Regions from separate parts of the Mus musculus genome. Here regions 1, 2, 3, 4, 5 and 7 are each linked to region 6. A link is a contact called in public promoter capture Hi-C data. All regions are on one chromosome and are shown on one strand. The core of a region is the stretch at or near the end of the contact, and the rest is flanking DNA. Distances in the headings are between cores, read along the strand shown. Region 1 holds the start of Brsk1 (BR serine/threonine kinase 1). Region 2 holds the start of Kmt5c (lysine methyltransferase 5C). Region 3 holds the start of Leng9 (leukocyte receptor cluster (LRC) member 9). Region 4 holds the start of Zfp628 (zinc finger protein 628). Region 5 holds the start of Zfp787 (zinc finger protein 787). Region 6 holds the start of Zbtb45 (zinc finger and BTB domain containing 45). Region 7 holds the start of Ccdc106 (coiled-coil domain containing 106).

What was found. Promoter capture Hi-C pulls out the DNA fragments that hold promoters and counts their contacts.
Region 1: a contact with region 6 is called in a promoter capture Hi-C map of cranial neural crest. The contact joins the promoter of Brsk1 here to the promoter of Zbtb45 in region 6. A contact is called at or near these places in 3 of 39 promoter capture datasets (cranial neural crest, frontonasal cranial neural crest and hippocampal neurons).
Region 2: a contact with region 6 is called in a promoter capture Hi-C map of pre-B cells. The contact joins the promoter of Kmt5c here to the promoter of Zbtb45 in region 6. A contact is called at or near these places in 2 of 39 promoter capture datasets (cranial neural crest and pre-B cells).
Region 3: a promoter capture Hi-C map of liver shows a contact between it and region 6, with 4 times the contacts expected there. The contact joins the promoter of Leng9 here to the promoter of Zbtb45 in region 6. A contact is called at or near these places in 4 of 39 promoter capture datasets (cranial neural crest, liver, maxillary cranial neural crest and 1 more).
Region 4: a contact with region 6 is called in a promoter capture Hi-C map of pre-B cells. The contact joins the promoter of Zfp628 here to the promoter of Zbtb45 in region 6. A contact is called at or near these places in 4 of 39 promoter capture datasets (cranial neural crest, frontonasal cranial neural crest, maxillary cranial neural crest and 1 more).
Region 5: a contact with region 6 is called in a promoter capture Hi-C map of cranial neural crest. The contact joins the promoter of Zfp787 here to the promoter of Zbtb45 in region 6. A contact is called at or near these places in 3 of 39 promoter capture datasets (cranial neural crest, pre-B cells and second pharyngeal arch cranial neural crest) and 1 of 9 other capture datasets (pancreatic islet).
Region 7: a promoter capture Hi-C map of second pharyngeal arch cranial neural crest shows a contact between it and region 6. The contact joins the promoter of Ccdc106 here to the promoter of Zbtb45 in region 6. A contact is called at or near these places in 4 of 39 promoter capture datasets (cranial neural crest, frontonasal cranial neural crest, maxillary cranial neural crest and 1 more) and 1 of 484 Hi-C or Micro-C datasets (B cells).

Annotation. Positions count from the first base shown.
Region 1 is chr7:4,689,286-4,692,536 of GRCm38.p6, reverse strand. Brsk1 (BR serine/threonine kinase 1) reads right to left here and starts at 1,609. Exons shown (of 19, transcript NM_001003920.3): 1 at 1,322-1,609. The coding sequence starts at 1,457.
Region 2 is chr7:4,738,084-4,741,468 of GRCm38.p6, reverse strand. It overlaps Kmt5c (lysine methyltransferase 5C), which reads right to left and starts at 1,342. Exons shown (of 9, transcript NM_146177.2): 1 at 1,230-1,342. It overlaps Gm24537 (a small nuclear RNA gene), which reads right to left and starts at 2,637; the gene lies at 2,536-2,637. It overlaps Gm42369 (a long non-coding RNA gene), which reads left to right and starts at 1,389. Exons shown (of 2, transcript XR_881802.3): 1 at 1,389-2,177; 2 at 2,267-2,479.
Region 3 is chr7:4,148,477-4,151,801 of GRCm38.p6, reverse strand. It overlaps Leng9 (leukocyte receptor cluster (LRC) member 9), which reads left to right and starts at 1,930. Exons shown (of 1, transcript NM_175529.3): 1 at 1,930-3,325. The coding sequence starts at 2,127. It overlaps Cdc42ep5 (CDC42 effector protein (Rho GTPase binding) 5), which reads left to right. Exons shown (of 3, transcript NM_021454.4): 3 at 15-542. The coding sequence starts at 15. The coding sequence ends at 467.
Region 4 is chr7:4,913,098-4,916,577 of GRCm38.p6, reverse strand. It overlaps Zfp628 (zinc finger protein 628), which reads right to left and starts at 1,361. Exons shown (of 3, transcript NM_170759.2): 1 at 1,173-1,361.
Region 5 is chr7:6,153,730-6,157,233 of GRCm38.p6, reverse strand. Zfp787 (zinc finger protein 787) reads left to right here and starts at 1,269. Exons shown (of 3, transcript NM_001013012.2): 1 at 1,269-1,389. It overlaps Gm36371 (a long non-coding RNA gene), which reads right to left and starts at 15. Exons shown (of 2, transcript XR_391130.2): 1 at 1-15.
Region 6 is chr7:13,007,900-13,011,326 of GRCm38.p6, reverse strand. Zbtb45 (zinc finger and BTB domain containing 45) reads left to right here and starts at 1,475. Exons shown (of 3, transcript NM_001360833.1): 1 at 1,475-1,691; 2 at 2,998-3,427. The coding sequence starts at 2,998.
Region 7 is chr7:5,055,325-5,058,426 of GRCm38.p6, reverse strand. Ccdc106 (coiled-coil domain containing 106) reads right to left here and starts at 1,701. Exons shown (of 5, transcript NM_146178.2): 1 at 768-1,701; 2 at 524-628; 3 at 259-435. The coding sequence starts at 798. Gm15510 (predicted gene 15510) reads left to right here and starts at 1,311. Exons shown (of 4, transcript NR_166619.1): 1 at 1,311-1,674.

The DNA.
Region 1 (3,251 bases), core at 360-2,859, 8.3 Mb after region 6:
GCATTTGAACTGGTAGCCAACAGCTGCCATGCCTACAAAACACAACTCTTTCCTATGCACGTTGCCCACTTTTAGTCCTTCTGACTGTCTGCCCTTTGCCGATCCCCTCCACCAGCCTCTCCTGGCCTTTTATTCTGACTCTCTGGCCTTCTGGTATGTCTGCCCAACTTCATCTTTCTTTTCAGATTTCAGAAGCCCTATAATCTTACAAAACACACTCTCAATTTTTCTTCTTTCCCAAGCCTCCCCATACAAAGTGAGTTCCAAGACAGCCAAGGCTACACAGAGAAACCCTGTCTCGAAAAACCAAAAAAAAAAAAAAAAAAAAAAAAGCTGTCATGGTCAGAAAGCATGCGTATTCCCTGACCACTCCTCAGATCCAGAGCTCAGCTATGGAAGGTGCCTCTTCTCAGTCCCAGGAACCCAGATCTTACCCCTCCGTCCTTAGACCCAGTAGTCTTGGCCCCAGCCCTCGTCCCTCAGGCCCAGCAGTGCAGGTACATGGCCCCTTCTCCTTCCAAAGTTCAAGAATTGAGGTCAACAGCACGTCACACTCTTACTACCAGGATATAAAGGTCTGACCTCCCTTTCCTATCTCAGGCCTGGAACTCAACTTCATAGGGACCCAGAACCCACAGCCCAGAACACTGGAGGTCATCCCTCAGTTCACCTCGATCCCCTGCCTAGAAGAAGATGGTTGTGGCCACACTCAGCCTTTAGCATCAATCAAAGATAACTCTGCTTTCCAGGGCCACTTCTGGCTGGGAGCTTAGCTTTCTACAGTCCACCTCTCCATTCTATTTCCACACTGCAGAATGGAGAGAATGTAGTCGACCTCACACCCTAGGGCTCCAGCTTGCTGCACGGAGCGCAAGTGACCGCTTTTGAGCATAAGAGGGACAGGATAGCAGCCTCTCTCGGGATGGATGCACCTCCACCCAGCCTGCACCTCCACCCTGCCTGCGGCTGTACTGCAGCACCCGCCTGCCTCAGCTTGCAGAATCAGCCCAGGTCCCACACCCGTAATGGGCCTACTTCCCCACAGCTTCCTGAAGCCCCTCCAATATCTGCCCCAATAGGGTTATTTGAGCCACAGTAGTCCAGACCCCTACTTCTCCCTGGAACCCACAAGTCTCAGACCCCTGCCATCTCAAGGCCCCAACGTCAGACTCTACTCCGTACACCGTGGGCACTTGGAACTCAGGACCCAAGCCCCTTTTCTACGAGGGACCCAGGGGTCTGCCCTTTAAATATCCATGGTCCCGCCCTCTGCCCCTTCCAGCACCCCGCCCCCGCCCCAGGTGTCCGCTTAGGTTCTCACCTGTCTGTCCTTTGCCCAGCGTCTTCTCCAGGCGATAGGGGCCCACATATTGGGCGTGCTGGGGTGGGTGTGGGTGTGGGTGTGGGAGGTGGTAGGCGGGGGAGCCCCCGCCACCTTCCTTGGACCCGGACGACATGGTGCCCTTGGTCCCGGCCCGACCGGTCCCCCGGCCGCCCCCCCTGCGGCCCGTCGCCCCGTTCCTCCGGTGGGGGCCGGCGACACCTCCGTCCCGGCCCCCCCGGTTGCTCCCCACTTCTCCGGGGGTCCCCAGGGGGCTGGGCTGGCCCCCCCAGTCGGTGGGCCGCAGAGCTGGGGGAGGGGGGGCTGCCGGGGGGGTCAGGCCCCTGGAATCAGCATGGCGGGGGGGGCTGCGCGGCCCCCCCTCCCCAGCCCGTCCCTGGCCGGCCCCCCCCTTCCTGTGCCTCCCCCTGCAGGGGGGGTCTGAAGTGTGGGGCCGGCGGATGCTGCAGGCCGAGATCCCCCCCGCCCCCCCACGCGCCCTCTCTCCTCCGCCTCCTCCTCCTCTCCGCCTCCCCCCGCCACCTCGTCCTTTCTCTCCGGCACGCTGACATCACCATCCGGGGACTCCCGGCCCTTCCCCACAGTTAACCCTTTCGGAGGGGGAGGGGGAGTGGCAGGGGGCGGGCCTGGAAGCTGGACGGACGGGGAGGAGGTGGGAAGATGCTGGGATGTATGGATGGGTGGAGGGATGCTGGAGGAGAAGGATGCTGCAGGAGAGAGGGATGCCTGAAAGGATGGAGGGAAGGATGGAGAGAGATACAGAACCAGTATTAGACAAGCAGAGATGAAGACACAAAGAGAAGTCTGACATACATTAGTAGATGGGAAGATGCAGAATATCAGAGACAGGGTGGAGGAGTGAAGGAGGTAATAACGGAGCGGGGAGAATTAAGAGTTCAAGGCCATTATAGCTATAAAGTGTGTTTGAGGACAGCCTAGACTACGTGAGAACGCCCCCTCAACCCACCCCCTCAAAAAAGAGCTGAAAGGGGCAGACAGGGATAGGAGACAAACAACAGACAGGGATGAGGAGATAGAAATGCAAAGGAAGATGTAGAGCGAGGGGGACAAAGAGAAATAAGGACTGTCAAGGGTCCATATATTCACAGGAGGGAATGATGCTGGGCTTAGATGGGAACAGACTGTGGAGTGTGTGTGTGGGTGGTGGTGGTGGCAGAGGATAAAAGAGACAAAGATAGAAAAGGGAAGGACTTTGGGGAGTTGGAGACCTAAGTGTGATCTATTTCTCTATGTCCTCTAAGGTCAACACTGTGTACTCCTTGGGCTAATTCTATGTTCCCACCGTTATCAGGGCTCCACGTTCTGCTCTTGTTTTTTTTTTTTTTTAAGACAAAGTCCAGCTGACCTCAAACTATGTGGCTGAAGATGACCTTGAACTTCTGATCCTCCTGCTTCTGTCTCTCAAGTGTGAAATTACAGTCCTGGAGAGATGATTCAGCAGTTAGGAAGAGTAGGCTGCTTCCCAGGGACTGGGGATTTGCATTCTCAGCATCTATACAGTAGTTCATGGCTGTATGTAACTCCATCTGGTTTCCGGGGATCAAAGTACACGTGGTACACATATGCACAGACAGTTATCCATATGCATATTTCTTCCAACTCCTTTAAAATTGTTTAAAAACAGTCCGATACCACCATGCTTTAATGTCTCCTATACCTTGATAGGTAGGCAGATAGATCCCAGTGCAGGCTGGATGTGTAATGTTTGCTTGTTAAGTCCTGTAAACTTCAGGTAGGCCTCAGTATAATCCATGTGCCTCCGTGGGAGGACCATAGGTCTGCACTCAGCCATGAGGAATCTGGTTCCTATTAAGCTTCCATATAAGCCATAGCCTTCTTTATGGCAGGCACCCTAAGTTGTTAGGCATCCATTCCATCCCCAAGTTTC
Region 2 (3,385 bases), core at 93-2,592, 8.3 Mb after region 6:
CATGGCAGGAGGGAGTTGGGATAGCTGGGCTCTCATCAAGGGAAAGGGGAAAAGGAACTCCATAGGAGCTTCTGGCCTGCCTTTGCTGACCCCCTGCTAGGCTGATTCTCCCGTCCTCAGCACCTCCCTCCAAGGTCACCCTCCTCTGGGGAGTGGTCAAAAGGTTGTGGGTGGAGCCCAGGCAGCCATTAGGGGAAGAAGGATCCAGTCCCTAATGCCTCTCCGAGGACTCCAGCAAAAGGGAAGCCCGCCAGAGGACAAAAAACAGGAAGAAGGGAGGAACAGAAAGGAGAGGAGGAACAAGTCAAAACAAAGGGTCGGAGGCAAAGAGGGGAAAAAAATAGATTCAGAAAACCAAATCAAATAAAATGGAGGGCCAGGTTACCCAGTACCCTCACTGTGGTGTGTCTGACAATTCTGCGCTTTGGGAGAGAGCAAGAAGGCAGAGTGTGGCAAGACACACTCCGCCACTCTGGGAGAAAGATCTGGAAAAAAAACGGTCTGGGTTAAATGAAGAGGGTGCTTAGAAAAAAAGCCTGGAAGCTGGGAAAAGACAAAGTGAGGTGTAGGGAGTATGATGTGAAGGGAGAGAAAGGGGAGAGAAAGATGGAGGGAAGTCAGGATTGGCGGGGGTGGGGGGAAGAAGGCACCTGAGGTTGCAAGGGAGGAGCCCACGAAATCCAAAGGGTAGATATGCCTGGGGTCCAAGGGAAGGGCTTAGCGGTTCCAAGCAGGGTTTGAGGGAATCCTGGGGGATTTGAAGTGATGGAAACCTGAAAGATCCTACGGGTTCGAGGAGGGAATTGAGGGCGCTAAGTAGCTAACTAAAGCCTGGGAAGGTTGCAGAAGGGGGCTGGGGAAACAGAGAGTCAGAGGAAGGGCCTCAGAGACCAGGATAGTGAGACAGGAGTCAGGAAGTGCCCTGAGTGTGACAGGGTAGGTAGGTTACGATGCAGGAAAAGGTGGTGGGGATGGGCCCTGGTGGGGCAAGGAGCGACTCCTAAGGTGCAAGGAAAGTCCTGAGAGTGAGAGAGGAGTCTGCATGGGCTCCAAGGGTGCAGGGAAGGGTACGAGTGAGGAGCGCGTAGATCCGCGGGGCTGGAGACTTGGACCGCAAGGTTCGAGGAAGGGCCCGGGGACAGCCGGTTCAGGGGGTGACTGGGAGGCCGGGCGGCGCGGGGCGGGGGCCAAGAGGGGGCTCAGAGGTCGGGCCCCGCGCCGCCCCTCACCCGCTTCTCCTCCTCCTTCTCCTCAGGAACCCGCGTTGCAGCCGCCACCTCCACCCACCGCCTCCTCCGGCTCTCGTCCGACACAGCCGCCGCGCCTCCCCTCGGCCGGCGTAACAAACAGCTTAACCTTCCTTTGGCCCAACCCGCCGTCACTCTTCCGTTGCTATGAAACTCGCGCTGTTCTTATTGGCTGACTCTCATTGCTCTCTTTTTCCCGCCTCTTCTGGCCCCAGTCGGTGCCCTGACAAAACCCCTCCACGCCCACTCTGTCAATAAATCCAGCGAACTACAGCCAATGGCTCGGGTCGCTGTCATTCAGGCGTTGCCATAAAAATCTGTCCCGCCTCTTCTTCTGCACTGTCCCAAATCAGTGCTTTCATTGGCTTAAAGAGCCGTCGCTCCAACAGAAACTCTGTTTGGGTCAGGTTATTCAGGTCCAAGTGAAAAGAGGGAGGGCTCTGTCAGAGACAAACTTCGTATATTATTGGTTGGCCTTGGACAGGACCACGCTTCCATTCGTTAAGGCCTCCGCCCATCACCCTAAATCCGGAGCTCTATTCTCTTTCTTTCAGCTTGAAGTGGGGCAAAATCCCTGAGCGAACCAGGAAGGAAAGAGGTGAATGCACACACGCGCCATCGCGCTCCCGGCCCCAGGAGACCATTGGTTGCCATGGCAACAAAACTTCAGTGCCAACCCTGCTTAGCAAGAAGATCTTTTCTCTTTCCCAGTATTCCTTATCTTTGGAAAATTGTACCTACAAGAACTCTGTGAAGTTTTCTTGTCCTGCCTGTGAACAGTTCAGAAAGAGACGACGCTGAGAAGTTGGGACTTAGAAGACAAGCTCTGATTCATGGGGCACTCCCCTGGGGAAACCCCTTAATTAAGATTACCCACCTCTTCAATCCTGCAAGTATAATTAGCAGGATATCATAATTACGTCCAAACAAGTAAGCTTACTTTTGTTTTTGTCTTTCCTGAGTTATCTATTTGGTGGGTTAGGATAATGCCTACAGCACAGAATGTTTTGTTACTACAGACTGAAGGAACAACCGATTGAAGTGAGATGGGACATTGAAATGGCCCAGTGTGTAAAAGCACCTGCCCACAAGTCTCATAGCCAGGATCCGCATAATGGAAAGAAAGCACCGACTCCTGAAGGTTGTCCTTGACCTCCACATTCATGCCAAGGCGCGCGCGCGCGCGCGCGCACGCACACACACACACACACACACACACACACACACACAATTGATTAAATCATAGTAGCTTCTCTTTTGAGACATGAGCTTTGACTGTCCTAGAACTCACCATGTAGATCAGGCATGAATTTGCTCGTCATCCTTGCACAGGAGCCATGCAAATCTTCACTGTATCGCTGCAATTTTAGTATATGTGCTGCTGCAACATTTTGTTTTTAAGGAGGCTGAAGTTTTGCACCGTTCTGTGATCTTGGGGTTTTGCCAACTCACAGCTTCATGGTTGCGTCTACAAAGCAAATATCATACACTGATATACTTTCAAGTGTCTGAGGTCCATGCCTCACCACCCTTCTCTCTCCTAAATTCTAAGACAGCTCCCTACCCTAAGCAGCTCTCCGGGTTAGGATGACTATATCGTCCTTGGGTGCTGTCACATTATATGAGATTTTCAAATGGCTAATAAAAATATATTTAAGGGAAAAAACCCCACTAAATAGCAAAGTGTCTTCCAGACTGTTGAAGTATATTCCAGGATGAGGGTATAGCCTGTGGGTATACAATATGCACCATGGGTGAGGCTTGTGGTTTGATTTCCATTTTGAAAGAAAAAGAGATGTGCCTAGCAAACAACTGGGTAGAGAGATTTAATACAGCAACATGGCTACTCTGGCTGGAATACATTCGTGTTTTTTGTTGTTGTTGGGTTTTTTTTTTTAAGATTTATTTATTATTATTATATCTAAGTACACTGTAGCTGTCTTCAGATGCACCAGAAGAGGGCATCAGATCTCATTACAGATGGTTGTGAGCCACCATGTGGTTGCTGGGATTTGAACTTCGGACCTTAAGAGCAGTCGGTGCTCTTAACCACTGAGCCATCTCTCCAGCCCCTACATTAGTGTTCTTAGCACACATCTTTAATCCCAAACAATGACGGTAAAGTTAGTTTGTAGAAG
Region 3 (3,325 bases), core at 681-3,180, 8.9 Mb after region 6:
CTATGTCCCCACAGATGCCGGTAATGAAGCAGCTGGGCCCTGCACAACCCAAGAAGCGGCTGGATCGCGGAGCACTCTCGATCTCAGCACCCCTCGGAGACTTCAGGCACACATTGCACGTGGGACGCGGTGGCGACGCCTTCGGGGACACCTCATTCCTGAGTCGCCACGGGGGCGGTCCGCCTCCCGAGCCTGGAGCCCCACCGGTTGTGGCCCCACATTCTGTCGCTCCACCTGCAGCCCCACAGCCCCCTGTGGCTGTGCCTTCACCTGCGGACCCGCTGCTGTCTTTCCACCTGGACCTGGGCCCCTCTATGCTGGACGCGGTGTTAGGCGTCATGGACGCGGAGCGCAGCGAGACAACAGCCACCAAGCCCGATGGGGATGCCCACCCTAGAGTGCAGCACCCCAAGACCCGCTGCTGCTCAAATGCTGACCTCCAGCTGGACGACGTCATCGGTCTGTAGTGTCATAATTCCCTCAACCCCTCCCTCCCAGCACTCCACTTTTGTACACATAAATGGCTGAGGTTTGTGCCATGGACTGTCTATTCACTTTACGCGGGAAAGGGTACAGAAGCAGTAGGGTGGTGCCACTTCTAGTTGGGGTGCCACCAACTAGAAGTCAAGTTGTCAGTGATGCTCCTTTAAGAGTTTGAATACGTATTCATGTAATGCCCCTCCCCAAAGGCGGAGTCTCTACCACAGTCCTATTCATCCCTCAAACCTTGACCGATCCTCACTACCACCTGGATAAAGTCCAACACCCGTGACAGCTGCTATCTGGCATAAAGAGTCACAGTCGCCTGGCCATCCACTTCCCTCCAGGTGCACTCTGACTGGGCGGCGCTTCCCTGCAAAGGGAAGCGGTTGGCGAGCCTTTGGAGCCACGAGGGTGTGGTTCCCGTGGGAAGGGCTTCAGGTCCCACCAACTGTGTGTCGCCCTGCGGGAGGCTGTTGCGTTACAAATCTGGGCACAAAGTTCAGCCTGAGACGTCCAGATATTTTAACATCTAGAGGTGCAGGACTGCCCGAACCTATATCGGGAGGGGGGTGAAGCAAAATTCTCAAAGGTTTTCAGAGGGGAGGAACAATTAGAATTAGTCTCTGGGTTTGTTTTGGGACGGGGCTATCTTAGGTCCCTAGAGGGATAAGACCAATTTAAATTAACCGAACCAGAGGTAGAGTAAGGGTTTTTATAGTTTCCAAAAGGGTGGGTCGTATATTTCAAACGTTAGGCTGGTGACAGGAGTAAAACCCGACCTCTACAAGGAGGCACAGGAGAAACCATTTCACCATGGTTGAGTCCAGGATAAGACCAATGAGGGGCGGAGCATGTGTAAAACAATCAGGTGGAGTGAGGCCAAGGTAAAGGGGTGAGGCTCCCAGGAAAGACATTTATAAATAACTTGACAGAGGCAGAACCAGGAGTCACTTTATTCGTTATGAGGTGTGGCATGTAAGATAATCAATTGCATGGGAGCTGGCTACAAACTTTAAAGACGGTTGGGGGCGGGGCCAAGACCGCTGAGTCCCACTCCTCTCCTCCCAACGAAGCTGCGGTGTTCAGGTAAATCAGTTGCTGCCCTGCCAGGCTCCCTAGAGGTCTCGAGAGGCTGAGCAGATGCAAAGTATCTGGAGGCGGCCGGAGGGGTTGTCTAAGCCCTACCCCCACCCAGGCTGCGGAGTATATGTAAATCGGATGCGGAGAAGCCTTTCTTGGGGCCCTGACAGCGGTGGGGCACTTGTCAAGTATTTGCTAAACTGTCTCGCTAAAGTCCCCAAAGGGAGAAGTTGTATGGAATAAGACGTGACTCCCTGGATGTCCAGAGAGAAGCTTGACGCACACATAAATTGGCTGGTTGGGCGGGGCCAGGCTCTTTAAGACTCCCTGAGGGGCTGGACATATGTAAATCATTTCAGGCGGGGCAAGAGGGGGTTCCCAGTGGCTTACAAACCCGGTACGCGTAAATAAACTGGACTTGAAATTAGAGCTCCAGAGCCCGTGTTACATTCTGACGCCCTGCCTGGTCCTTTGGCCTCCTTCCACCTGAGGCGGGAGGGGTTCCTGGCGTCACAGTTGGAGATCAACGCTGCAGACAGAGACCGCTTAGTGCGTGAAGGCCCATGGAGGCCTCGGCCGATTCCTCTGAGGCCCCCGCGGTCTGCCGCTTCTTCCTAGAGGGCCGCTGTCGCTTCGGTGCGCGCTGCCGTCAGCCACATCCCGGGGCCCCGGCGCCGTCCCCGGTGGTTACGCAACCGGAGGCTGGGTCCAAGAAGCCGGCTCTGCGTACTGCTGCTGACGTCATCCGACGCATCCGCTGGGACCCGCGCCTGGACCCTGCTGACTTTTCGGTGGGCTACACCGACCGCTTCCTGGGAGTGCAGGAAGAGCCATTCTGCGCCTTCTGCTGGGACGAGCCGCTGGCAGCGCTCGGACCTGGCGTGTTGGCAGTGCCGCAGCACCGCATACGCTACTTCCGCTTCCGCGGCCGCCTGGTATGGGACCGTGCCTCCCGTACTGACCTCATTTTTGGATCGGGCTCTGTGGCTGGTCGGGGACCCACTATCCTTGATGCGCTGGACGGCGGGGACGAGCATTGGACAGAGGTCACGGCAGAAATTCCCGACACAGAGAAAACAGGGGTGGGTTTAGAGGGTCTGGATACCCAGGATGCCCTTGCAGAGGCGGGTGGAAACCCGACCGGAACAGGTCTTGATTCGGGCCTGGAGACACACGAAGAGGGTGGGGCAATCAAAGAGACCAGAACTGGGCTTGATTCCAGCCTGGAGACACCTGAAGTGGATGGGCCAACCAAAGAGACCGGGCTGAATGGGACCACTGAGTTAGAAATGCCAGACCCAAGCATGAACTTCTCAGGAGTGAAGATCAGCTCAGTAGAGGAGCCCAGAGCTACATTGCTTCCACAGTGGCAGGCGCAGGGCATGGAAACGAAAGGGCTTTCTGCTGAAGAGATGGGAAATGTGTGGGATCCAGGTGTTTGGCCTGACGACAGAAGGGCCCCTCGCCAGCCCCGGCCCACACATTTTGTGGCACTGATGGTGACAGAGTCTGGGCTTAGGGCTGAGGTGGTCAAGGCCCAAGAGCATCTGGTCCGGATTGCCCCTTCTTGTGCTGAGTTCCTGGTACCAGCACAGGCCCTGCACTTGACAGTGGTCTTGCTAAGGCTGACAGGCCCTGGGGAGGAGGCTGCAGCAGCTAGAGCTCTTCGGAGAGCCATCTTGAAACCAGGGCTTCAGGCACCCTCCCAGCTACAGTTCAGGGACTTGGTTCTTCTGGGCCATCATGTGCTCTGTGCCACACC
Region 4 (3,480 bases), core at 112-2,611, 8.1 Mb after region 6:
TGCATCACCACCACCCTAGCCAGGACTTCTCAACCTCACCAGCACAGAGATTTGGAGACAGGTCATTCTTTGTCAGAGGGGCTGTCTAATAAATGGATGGGTGTTCATCAGGATTCCTGACTCAATAGGATGGATGCCACTGGTAACAAAACACAGTGCCAGCTTGACCCTTCCCTAGTAAATCCTGAAGTCAGTACTGCAGTGACAGTACCCCAGGACAGTCCCATCAACATATAAGTCTCTTACTGCTTGTTCTACTCTGTCAATGTTCACATCATCCAAACAGAGAACCTCTGCTTCGTTCGATCGATCGTTCTCTGATGCATCCATCACCCACCAAAACATCAGGAGAGAGCATGCTCAGTAAAGACAGTCTGAGTGAAGAGAGGGAGGCACCCCCTTTTGACAGGTTATAAAGGATTTCTTTTTCAAAGGGCAATAGGCTATGAAGGATTGTTTTTTTAAAGGGCTGTTGTTCCTTTTGGCGTGTAGGTGACAAATGAGGTTCAGAAACTGTCTGTGCCTCTGAGGCCATATCTTTTAACACAAGAGGCCCAACGGAACAGGGACCCATCTTAGCAGTGAGAGTGCCCTTTAAGCGTCTGGGCTTTACGAGGAAGCTCTTGGGGTTTGGGATGTAGCTCGGTTATTAAGGGTTAATGACTGGCATGCACAAAGCTCTGGGTTCTTGTCACAGTACACCATAGAACTGGGCGTGGTGGCACAGGCAGGCCTGTAATCCCAGCGCGCAGATGAAGGCAGCAGGATCGTAAATTTAAGGTCATTGTCAGCTATACAGTGAGTCTGACGGCATCCTAAGCTACATGAGGTTTTATCTGGGAGGGAAAAAAGATCTCTTTGTTCAGATAGTCTAGGGACCAGCAGAATTATGAAACTTTTCCTTCAATGTTTGGGAAACTATCACCCGCTTTTAAGGAAATAACCCCCTTTTAGGAGAAAGGGGAGAAGGGAAAGGGCAGGAAGCTTTGCAAAAATGCAGCTAAACACACTGTCCTTACCCCTTTAAGAGGGCGGAGCCGGCCTAACAGATTAAATATCGGAGGCGAAATAGCGACCTTCCCTTTAAGGTACCCCTTCCGGTTTCCCGCTCGCCGTTCTCCAAACGACTCCGCCCTCCGGCCCTTCCCCCACCGCGCCCTCCGGTCTCTCACCTGTGGCCCCGGTCGGGGAGGGGGATCAAGGAGAACCCCAGGGCCTTCCCGCGGGGGCTGACGGGAAGCGGGGCCCGGCACAGCGCTGCGGGACCCGCGGCCCGGGAGGGGGCGGGGGCGCGCTCCCTCCCCACGGCCCCCGGCGCGAGGCACTCAACCTTTATCGGCGGCCTCTCGCGCACACAAACCCCGCCGCCGCCGCCTTCGTGCGTCATGACGCAACGCGCCAAGCCCGGCCCGGCCCCACCCACTGCTGGGGTTCGCCAGATGCAGAATCCCGGGGGTCCAAGCCTCAGGCCCGTGGTGTACACGCAGACCCTGTTCCCTCGTGCTGGGAAGGAAACTGAGGCACTCAACCTTCCTGCATGGCCTGGGATGGCCTGGGTCTCGGGAGTCTGAGTTGCCCCTACAAGCCTGCTTTTTTTCCCCTGCCTGCTGGTATCTGGGGCCAAGCTTGCTTTCTGAGCCTGTGCTGAGACTTTCGGATAGATTATTTTTGTTGTCTTAATTGTTTTTTGTTTTTGTTTTTTACTTTTTGAGACAATGGGCTCTTGTAGGCTCATGTAGCACGGGCTGGCCTTGAATTTTTTTTTTTTTTTCCGAGACAGTCCTGGAACTCTGTAGACCAGGCTGGACTCGAATTCAGAAATCCTCCTGCCTCTGCCTCCCAAGTGCTGGGATTAAAGGTGTGCGCCACCACTGCCCGGCTGCCTTTTTCTTAAGATCTATTTATTTTTACCTTCTCTGTATATGTGAGTTCCCACATGCATGTCTGTGCACCCCATGTGTGCCTGGTGCCTGAGGAAGCCAAAACAGAGTGTCAGATCCTTTGGAGCTAGAGTTACAGGGCAGTTGTGAACTGTCTGGTGTGGTCCCAAGGAACCGAAGCCCAGTCCTCTGTAAAACTAGCAGTTGTTCTTAACTACAAAGCTATCACCCCAGCCCTAACTTAGAGGGCTGGTGAGATGGCTCAGACTGATGGTACTGATGCTCGCTGCCCAGTGAAGCCATAGAGGAGTCTTAATCCAGCAACATGGCTATTGTGGCTGGAACACAGATATGACCTTAGTACACACCTTTAATTCCAGGAGACAGAGGCAAGCAGATCTCTTTGAGTCCAAGGCCAGCCTGGAATAGAGCAAGTTTCAGGTAAGGAAAAGCTTAGGACCAGGTTTGGTGGTGCATGCCTTTAATCCCAGCACTCAGGAGATAGAGGCATGTAGATCTCTGAGTTCTAGGCAACCAGTTCAGTTGAATCAGTGAGTTGAGAGGCTATGCAGAGGAGTTCAGAGGTAGTTTTCATAGAGATGGTTTTATAGAGACAAGTTGCAGGTGAAGACACAATGAGCCAGAGAATAAAAAGAAGCCAAATTAGAACAGATTTCTAGAGTTAGTTTGAGGTCAAGCAGAGCAATTCAGTCAGAAGCTGAGAGAATCAGTCACTTTGGAGAGGTGTTTAGGCCAGAGAAGCTGAGTTGAACCAGCCAGCCAGAATTCAGAAAGAGCTAGAAAGGGTGAGTTTATTCAACAGTAGACATCAGAGATGGCAATTACATCTGGAAAATAGCAATTACATTTACAACATGGATATGGTGAAAGGTGAGAACAAACTCCCACAAGTTGTCCTCCAATCAGCATCTATGCTGTGTGGCAAATACATGCATGCCCATACACACAAAATAAGTGGCTGAATGTAATTTACATTTTTTCATTTTATGTATGAGAGAGAGAGAGATCCAGAGAACCCGCCTTTGATTTCTAGAATCCACAACAGTGGCTCACAACTGTAACTCCAGTCCCACAGAACCCTCCCGAGACACCGTGGACACAGGCACAGACATGAGTGTGGTAAAACACACATACACATAAAAAGAAATATATTATTTAAGTTCAAAGTCTCGCCTGAGATTCAAGGCAGCCCCTTAGCTGTGAGGCCCTGCAAAGTCAAAAAGAAAGTTCCAAGATTCTGATATGCAGTGACACAATAGACACCCTGTAGGGTCCGAAAGTCAAGTCGCTGAAGACTTCAGACTCAGTATGCAAAGACGGTTTATTCTAGAGAAACAACCAGCATGCAGAGGTCAAATATTTTTCAAAATGTCAACCCCAGACAAAGGTGCATAGGCCTTCTTATAGGGGGACTGTCAGGAAGGATCAGGTAATCTAAAATTTCATTGGTGAGTGCTAGGCTGGGGGGGGGGGGTCATGGGTGGTCAGTGGCCTGCATTCCTATGTCACGAACTTTAACTATAGGATGAGGTAGGGCTACCCAGCGCAGATGGCCCATTCTGAGATAAAGTATTTTCCC
Region 5 (3,504 bases), core at 20-2,519, 6.9 Mb after region 6:
TTTTACTGTCCTCCGTTTACTCTTTACCTTTGGGGCCATTTTAATACCCCTGCTGTGGGTTCGCCTTTAGCCTTTTGATCAGTTACAAGCAGCCTGTGATCTTTATCACCCGTTGAAAGGTCCTGGCTGGTTTATCTTTAATCTAACCACGGAAGTCCAGCGCTTGAACATGAATTACAGGCAGTTTGGACATTTTCCATTACAGGGCTCAGCATAGGCCTCCTCTTGAATTTTCTAACTCTCTACACATCCTTAACAGTCTGCTGAGCAAAGACTTCTGGAGCACCTTGCTAAGGAGATGGCTATGCTTTCCATTTTCTTAGCTTGTCCTCAGGTGTCATGTATCGTTTTGCCTGTGGGCTTTGCTTCTTTAGGCTGCCCAGGATTTTCTCTGGTGCAGGAGGAGTTTGTTTAAAAAGTCCATCCCTTACTTAGTCCAAGTGTCAGCAGCACCTGACGCCTGCTTTTGTAAAGGTAGTTACGTGATGATGATACCATTTGTCTCAGAGAAGCTGACATTGACTTTCAAGTTTCAAATTGTGCCTTGGAAGCAGATATCTGTAGAGGGTCCTTTCATTCCTTTTCTTCATCATCAGCATCCTCCAAACTGTGATGGACCTTTCTTCTAGGAGAGTAATAAGTCATAAACACTTAATTTGGAGCCCTACTCTGAAGGTTCGAGGTCATTCTTGCTATGTCACTTAGTAAGGTAATGTGACCTCTGGTTCTCTGCAAAACAGGCCGATTTCAAGATGAGGTCGTCCCAAAATGCAACCCGCACCGGAGGCTCGAGCGGAAACATTTTGGGGAAAAACTCCAGATCTCGTGAACCGAATTTTTTCTTGAGACCGGCGTTGGCCTGGAAGCGCCCCGGGGCGGAAGGGGTTACGATGATAGAGACGACAGGAGGACTGGAGTAGTGGGAGCGTCGCCGCGGGCAGCTCACCGCGCAGGCGCGAGCGACGAGGCTGGGTTGGGGGCCGCCCCGACACCCGGAAGTGTGCGCCTAACGGGTCGAGCCCAGCCTTCTGTCCGGGGAGGGGGCGGGGCCCGAGCCCCTCGGAGCGAGGCGCCATAGAGCAAAACGGAGGACCTGGGTCCTAGATAATTCCGGAAGTAGCGTCCCGAGGCGCCTTTCCGTACCATAGAGCCGGAGGGGGTAGCGGTCAGGGGTCCTGGAGCTCCTCTGCCTAGAGTGGCGAGGTAGCGGTGGCGGCCTGGGAGGGGGAGGAGAGGGAGAGGCGCGAGCGGAAGCGGCCGGGAAGGTCACTTCCGGCCTGGGCGCCCGTCCCCCTGACCCCAGGGTCTGAGTCGCCGCTGCCGCCGCTGCCACCATCCGCGAGGCAGGCGAGAGGAAGAGTGCGGCGTGACGGCCCCGGGGCCGCGGAGGTGAGGGCGGCCGCGGGCTCAGGGGGGCGTGCGCCGAGTGGCTGGGATGAGAGCGCGTCGGGAAGCTGGGCTTCGGACGGGGGTGGGTGGGGAGGCGGGAGGGCGAGCGCGGCAGAGCGGACTAGTGCGCGTGCGTGTCGTGTTAGGGGTGTGTGTGGGGGGGGTGGGCGTGAGCGGGCGCGCGGCCGGGGAGTTCGCGCGCGCGCGCGGGAGAGATTGGCGCCGCGGCCTGGGACAATGCGCGTGCGCTACTCCGGCGGCAGTGCTGGGCCGGCAGGCACCTGGGTTATCCAACCGGTGGGGTCCGGGCCACCCGGACTGGACTTGCAGCCGGTCATGGCCGGAAGTGCCAGGGACTTGTTGCGGGGGCGAGGCTTGATGTGGGGAGAGACCCCGCCGCCTGGATTGGGCTGACCGGAAACGGCGGCCCATGGTCAGTCTCGGCCCAAGTTCTCCCAAGTCCTCTCCTTCCTCAAATCGAGTCGCCTGGCCCGTTGCTGCCTCGGGGGCCATGCGCTGGCCTTTGATCCAGCGAGTAATTACGGGATGCAGGTGGCGGGAGGCTCATTCATCTATTTCCCCCGCGCGTGCTGACCGGCGGCAGGAAACACGTCCTGGGAGGGGAAGCGCCAGGCCAAGGTCAGCACCGTGTGGGTCGTCCTGGGCCGCCTGGACTGTTGCCTTCCTCCCCTGGGCGGACACAGGGCTGGGTCCAGCGCGGAGCCCCGCCCCTTAGCAGACCTCCCGCCTCCACCTCCAATCTGTACAAGAGTTAGGTCATAGGGTGACCCCCAAGCCCCGGGAATGTGTGCCCCAGCACTTACAAAAGGTCAGTCGGAAAAGTGATCCACAGACGAAGAAGTGAGTGGGGAGTGAACTGACACCTGTCTTAACACCAGGATAGGAAAATGAACATGAACTGGGGTTGGAAAGCAGGAGCTGAGACCTGACCCAGGACGACCTTAGGCGTTATTGCCCAGGTCGTTATTAAAAACGCAGACCTGATGGGTTCCCCCAACCCCTTAATTTCTGATTCAGGCTCCATGTTTGGCGTTGTTGAGAATCTAGCTGAGATCTGGCCTCTGCTCTGGGGAAAGCTTTAAGCCTCTTGGGTCAAGTGCAGGTAACTTTCCCCTCCTGCTTCTCTGGAGTCACTGAGTGCTGTGCTGCCATGGCCCAGAGAACTTTCACATTAGATTCTGACTTGGTTTATCTCATGTGTTCTCCATCTGAGCAGAGAAGGGTATATCCTCAGGCTTGGCCCATGGTGAAATTCAAGAATGATTTGCAGCTACTGGGAATATTGCCCACGAGCTCTGAAGCTCAATTCCTCGCTTCAGCTCCTAAGTTCTGCAGCCATAGATAAGAAATTTCATGCCATTCCTCACGAGGACACAATAGAGGTGTTAAAGTGATACACCCAGAGCAAGGGTTTTCATACTTTTGCTTTCAGGCAAAAGTTCAAAAAGTCTCTGGAGCCAGCTCCTGAGTTCCAATTTTGGCTCGTTTATGGTTCCGTGACCTTGGATGTGTCACTTCCCCCTTTCCCAGGCTGTTTCCACTACTTAATTGTTACACTGTTACAGTTCCCTGACTATGCCCAGTCCATCAAGACTACAAACTCCACTAACCCCAGGGCATTGAATTTCACTGGTGGGGATGTGGGTTGGAGGGCTGTTCTCAAGGTTTCCATGGGCCAGGCCTGCTGGTGGGTGACACTGGCCAACTTGACAAGGCTCTTGTAGTTCTTGTTTTGCAGTAGCTTAGGACAATAGGGAGATATGCCAGAGTGTCCCTGAGCGTTTTAGGCCCTACAGGACGTGGATGCTGAGTCTTGGACAAGGGGACCCTGAGACTTATGGGAGATGGCAGAATGTATAGAGCTCAAGGCCATCAGTAACTCTGTAGTCACTAATGGGCACCCATAGCTCTGTGGGTCCCAGACACACTTCACAGACTTTCCAAACCCACATTGTCATCCTCTGACTGACTAGGGATGCACCAGGTGTTGGGCCTCCATATTTAGGAGAGACTGAACATTTGATGACTTGCTTTGAGAGGTTGGCAGGCACCTGCTACAGAGTTCTCTTGACACCCTGGGACAGAAGTGGTCAC
Region 6 (3,427 bases), core at 226-2,725:
ATTGTCCCAGCTCATTTACTTGGGTGTTTTTTATTGTTTTTGTTTTGTTTTGCTAAGCAGGTTCTTATGGTTGAGGCTGTCTTAAACTCCCATTCGTCCAGCTTCTCCCTCTCAAGTAATAGGATTACAAGCATTCCTAGCTGTTAAATTTTGAGGGTCCCCCCCCTCCTATAGCATCCTATGTAACCCAGATTGGGCTCAACTCTGATATCTGGGGGGTGACCTTGAACTTCTGACGCTCCTGCCTCAACCTCTGAGGTTTTTTTTTTTGTTTTTTTTTTTTTTTTTTGGTTTTTCGAGACAGGGTTTCTCTGTATAGTCTTGGCTATCCTGGAACTCTCACTTTGTAGACCAGGCTGGCCTCGAACTCAGAGATCCTCCTGCCTTTGCCTCCCAAGTGCTGGGATTATAGGCATACGCCACCACCGCCTGGCTTCCCCAGACTTTCAAACACACATACAACACAGCTACCCAGCATGGGTCCAGGATGGGGAACAAAACATCCTGACATCTTCCTCATGCGGCACCACCCACTAGATTCCTCAGTACCATTCACACGGAGGCCCAGAGCTCTATGCCTCTCTTTTGCCTTACATAGTGGTTGATTGATTGCCCCAAGAACAGAGGGGAAGGGAAGGCCAACCCACCACTTGAGAGGTTTGGTTCATGGGTGTCTTGGACAACAAAAGGACCACGTAGGAGCCCCGCTTGGACAACTCTCTGGCTGTTCTCTCCCTCTACGCACTTAGTCCCTGCTCCTTGGTATCTGACTACTTCCGAGCCCACTTCGTGTCCTACATTCTATTCTGATCTGTGGCCAAGCTGGGGTTCTTCAACCATTCATTTATAGAGCAGCGAATTCCCGAGAGTCTGGGTGGGGTGAGGTGGGAGCACCGAATGAGGAGGCTTCCTTGGGAAGGTGGGCCTGTGTTCTTTAGATGACTGCAGGGAAGCTCTGCAAAGCTTCTTCATCTGGGGTGCGAGCAGAAGTGACTCAAGAGAAACTTCTCGGGGCTGAAGAGATGGCTCAGCGGTTCACTGCCATCGGTAATGGGAGCTGATGCCCTCTTCTGGTGTGTCTGAAGAGAGTTAATAATGTACTCGCATAAAATAAATAGAAAATAAATAAATCGAGAGAGAGAGAGAGAGAGAGAGAGAGAGAAACTTTTCCCGTGTAAGAGAAAAGCCACCTGGGAGAAAAAAAAAAAGCCTCTGGATTCCATCCAGCGCCCTCTCCAGACCCGCTGAGAGTACTGAGGGCGTGGCCCGAGGAGTGATTGACAGCTCGCTCGGATCAGCCTGGAGACGACGGACTCCTGCTCCTTCTGCCTACTGATCCCCAGCTCTTCGGTCCCCAGCTTCTGCGATTTTGGTTGTGGCGCGGACCAGACCGGAAGTTCTGCTCAACGACTGCCTAGTCTAAAGAGGAACACCGGAAACGTGCTCCCGACTATCGTTCCGCCTGTGCCGAGGCTATCTGTTCCGCTTCAGCGCCCGGAAGTGCGGCCTTCAAGTTGACAAGCAGGAGGACCTGCAGGACCTGCTGCCTGAGGAGTCGGAGGTGGGGTCGAGCGGGCATCCCCCTGCCTCAGAGTCCCAGAGAAGGCTGGGGCGTGCCAGGAGCGGCACGCCTGCGTGAGGATCGGTGTGCACGTTGCGAACACAAGAGGGCGCTGCAGGATCGGGGCAGGGTGCGGAGGCGGGAAACTGGGGGTAGATGTAGCGGGCCTGAAGGGGACTCTGGCATAGATAGGGTGGGAGTGAGACAGGCTGATGGAACAAGGTGCATGGCATGGGTGAGGGAGTTGTAGCGAGAATGCTGTAGGAGATGTGGGAGAGTGTGCCTTTGTTCTGAGGCATTCAGGAAGGTTCTGCTGCATCTGAGGAGTCCGGGCGTTCGAGAAGTAGGGTATGGATGGGGTTGAGGAAGAGTTATGGGTTGGCATATTATTTGAAAAAGGAGGCCGCTTGGCAGAGACAGGTTCAAAGCCTTGGTGGGTTTGAAGAATTAATTCATCATCATAGAGGTCCCAGATAAACCCGGTTCGCAGGCTCCCTCTGGCGGCCACGTGAGGGAAAGGCCTGGAGGTGGGAGTGTGGAAGGGACCCTGCATGGCGACTTCCAGTAGGCCAGGCCAGTGGTAACTGACACAATGTGTGCAATACTCCGAGAGAAAGGGAAGGGTGTTTTTGTGTTAAGGATCTAGAATCGTTGAGTCTGAGATCTCAGTAGTCCTTTTGTAAGGGGCAGGATTAAATGGGGCCCTGCTCTGGGTCTGTCCTAGAGAGACAGGCTGGTGGTCAGGGCGAATCCTGAATCTTGATTCTCTTCCCTTAGAGCAGTGTATGCAATCTGATCCAAGGGAAACACCCTTGTTTGCTGAATAAGGAAACAGGCCCAGAGACCTGGAGATATTTGCTTGATGGGTTAACTGACAATTCTGATTCCCAGCTCCTTTGCGGAGGGCGTGTGTGTGTGTGTGTGTGTGTGTGTGTGTGTGCGTGTGCGTGTGTGTGTGTGTGTGTGTGTGTGTGTGTGTGTGTGATGGAAGAATCTGTCTTCCCTCAGTATGATTAGTGCCAGGATGATAGTCTCGGGTTCATAAGAACTATGGGGATTGCTAAACAACACTGAATTTCAGCTTGCTGGCCTTTCACATCACTGGTGCATTTTCAAAGCCCAAAGTTAGCACCTCTCAGGTGATGCAAAGAAGAAACAAGGTTGCAAAGGCCTTGTTATATGTACTGTTTATTTGCTTCCCTTGGGTATGGCAGGCACAAATCCTCAGCCTCAAGGGGTGTTCCTAAATGATTCGGCCAGGAGGCAAGTTGCCTCCCCACCCTTCTGAAAACCTCCACATAACAGTAGTTAATGGGACCTGGTTCTTGAGGTAGTCATAGATCTGCTTGGGGCCTTCGTGGTACTAGGATATGGAAATCTGACTAGGGTAGACTAGAAAAGAAAACAGCCATCCGCATTGTCTCCTCCTCTTGCAGATGGCAGCCACAGAGGCAGTGCACCACATCCACCTACAGAACTTTTCGCGCTCACTACTGGAGACCCTCAATGGGCAGAGGCTAGGCGGTCACTTCTGTGATGTGACCGTGCGCATCCGTGAGGCTTCTCTGCGTGCTCACCGCTGTGTGCTGGCCGCTGGCTCACCCTTCTTTCAGGATAAACTGCTGCTCGGCCACTCAGAGATTCGTGTGCCACCAGTGGTGCCTGCGCAGACAGTGCGCCAGCTGGTCGAGTTCCTTTACAGCGGCTCGTTGGTGGTGGCACAGGGCGAAGCGCTGCAGGTACTCACTGCAGCGTCGGTGCTTCGCATCCAGACCGTCATTGACGAGTGCACACAGATCATCGCTCGTGCCCGTGTCCCCAACACCCCGGCGCCTGCGCCTCTGCCACCACCCGTGCCCCCTCCAC
Region 7 (3,102 bases), core at 452-2,951, 8.0 Mb after region 6:
CCTAAGATGAGGAACCTGGGCTGGAAATATAGACTCTGGGAGACAGTTATGCCAAGTGCTTGAGGCTGATGAGTTACAGGGCAGTCTCATCACAAGATAGGAAATGAGAGAAGTCTTTGAAATCAAGAAGGAAATGGCTGGGGAAGGCCCTAAAATAGGCATGGGCCTTAGTGGAAGGATAAGATGCCAAGTCCCCATCAGGTCCAACCAACATTGGGTGTTGAATTCTGCGGGTCCTGGGGGACTGTGTGCCCCCACCTGCATCCATCCGGGCAGAGGAAATGAATTTGTCCAGCTGACACCGCAAGAAGTCCCTCTCCTCCTCCAGGTCCTCAATGCGCTTCTGCAACCACGAGTTCCTCTCCAGTGCCATGTGCAGCTGGGCCTTAACACTGCTCATCAGGGCCAGGGTTGGGGAGGCGCCCTCTGGAGGCTCTAAGAACAGCAGGGACGGAGGTCATGCCCCAGGGTGAGGCAGTACCCCACCTGACTCCAGTCCCTCCAATGCCCTTTCTCAGCTCACCCTCAACATTTCTCCGAGACGGACTCAGACGGTATAAGATTTGTGAGTCTAAGTGGGGTGCCTCTTCAAAGGGAATGGAGATCTCAAAGGTCTCTTCGTCCTTCACTGCAGAGAGGTCAGCAGAGGTCACCCCAGAAGTGGCCTGAACCTTATAGACCACCCCCAACCATTGCTGTCCCATGGACAGAGGGAACCAGAATGTCAGACCAAGGATGGGAAAAGAAAGGGTCCCCAGGTGCCTCACTTGTCCGCCAACGGTTGTTTCTGTCATTCATATCGAGGAGGCTTCCTGCAGACCCAGCAACTGAGCCCTTGGGGGCACTGGACAGAAGCAGGTCACCAAAAGTCGGCAGTCCCTGGAGAGGTGGAATACCTGTCCCTCCGGAGTAAGGAAGGATCACCAGTCTGAGGGAGGAAAGGACCCATACTTCTGGACAGAGTCAGAGGCTTCCAAAGTATGTACCCAGAGCGAGGGGGCTCAGCGAGAGGAATCTTGGTTGTGAAGGGGCTCGGCCCTTAAATTCTTTGGTTCCTCGTGGGGTCAACACCACAGGGAGACCTGGCCTGAATGAGAAAGCCCTTCATCATGGCCCATCTCCGAACCCAATGCCATAAATGGAGAAACAACCACCCCTAACTTCCATTCTTGGGGTAGGGGGTCCATCCTGCAAGCGTTCCCCTGTCCCAGCCGCCCATTCCTCCCGCACTCGCGTGGGCGAGTAAAGCCCCTCCCCGAAGTGGGAGCTGGGCGCGTGCGCAGTGCGTGGGAGGTCACGCGTGGGGATGCGCCCCCACCCTTTGTCCCACAAGTGGGAGGGGGCGACCGTGGCGAAGGGTCCCAGAATGGGCAACCGGCATGGGGGTGTCGACCGTGGGCACCGTTCCCCGCCTTTGGGTGCTCAGGGTACAAGGGGCCGAGGCCCCGCTCTCACCCACCCGCGCACGGACTCCAGCCCCGGGACCGACGGCAGTGGCGGCGCCCATGCCCAGCGCAGGGGAGCGTCTGCAAAGTGTCGCGGAGAGAAGCGCCCACCCACCAGTAAGCGGGCGTAGCGGCAGAGGAGGGGGAGAACTGGATGGCGGAGCGCGGAGACGTGGGCACTAACCGAATCAGGCCTGCCGAGCCTGGGGCGCCTCTTCCTGGAGCCCAGGTGAGGCCCGCCGTTTGCGCGGAGGTCGGGACCGCACTTGCGCGATAGCCCCTTGCAACACCCCTCCAACCCCCACCCCACACACAACCCCCCCCCCCTCCTTTCCCAAAGCCTAGGCAGGGATCCTCATGAAATTCTCATCCTGCACAGCTGATGCGGTTCCGGGGGTCCTCCGGGTGAGTGGCTATGTGACCAGTGGGCCGAGAAAAGTCAGAAGGTATGAGGCAGTAAGGAAAATTGAAGTGAAATTTGAGTCTCCTTTAATGATCCCTAAGTAGCTGATTAATACATGCATACCTTTAGTCTTAGCCGCTCCAACCTACCATAACCTCCACCCACCCCCATCCACGAAAAGGATTAAAGGAATAAGAGGACCAGGATGTGAGAATGGGTTGTGTGGTGGTTACTTCTCCGCAAAGTGTGGGTCAGGAATAGCCCACACTGGAGCCACCTGTGGAACAGCTACACTCCAGTCCTTGCTCCTCATTCCTCCATGGCCTCAGTTTACTCACCTGTTCAGTGGGAAGTTACTCTTAAAAGCCTTTGAGAGGATGTAGTTGTGTGACATACCAAAGGCTCAGCCCAGAACCGGACCACTCTTGGAGCTTAAGATCCAAGCGCTGTTGATATTATTTGAAGTCAGTCGGTGTAGATGCACAGCCTTTAAGACACTCCCCCTCTCCCTTCCGCCCCAAAAGAAGTCGTGTAAAGAGGCTATCTGCATAGGGCACATACACACACACAATCAGAGGAAAGGAGCAGCGAAGACATGTTTATTAGACCTACACTGCCTCTCCGGTTCACAAGCAGCATCCTCTTTGGGGTTCTGAAGCCCTAAGAGGCATGACTTAAACCATCCTTGCAGAGGAAGACTGAATGTGTCAACCAAGACTAAGCAGTTCATTTTTACAAATAAACTGCATCCTGGGTCAGCAAGTCCAGGGGGAACCACCTGCCCTAGATCAGTATTTCAAACCACAGAGAATTGTATAAAGCCAGGTGAACTGTATAAAGCTGTGCTTATGCTCTAAGATGCTATTTTTTTAAGTATATTAATGTGGATTGTAGTTTGGGTGGGGAAGGGGTAGTGTTCAGAACCTTTTTCCCAAAGATGCTAGGAATGTTGCGCAGTGTGTAAGGTGCCTAGCATGCACAAAGCCCAGAGTTTCAGTATTCTGGAAGTGGAGGCAAGATCATAAATCCAATGTCACCCTGAACTACATTACAACCTTATCTAAATAAATAAATAAATAAATGGCAGGTTTGGGGAAACTGAAGTAGGCCTAACTCCCAGAGGAAAACGGCAGACTTTCCCATTACCCAGTCAAGGTCTTTGTTCCAGATAGCATAAACTAAAATGTCTCCCAAAATGTAAGTAAGGATTGAGAATGGGGTGTGGTGTGCATTGAGTGTTCAATATAAGGTCCC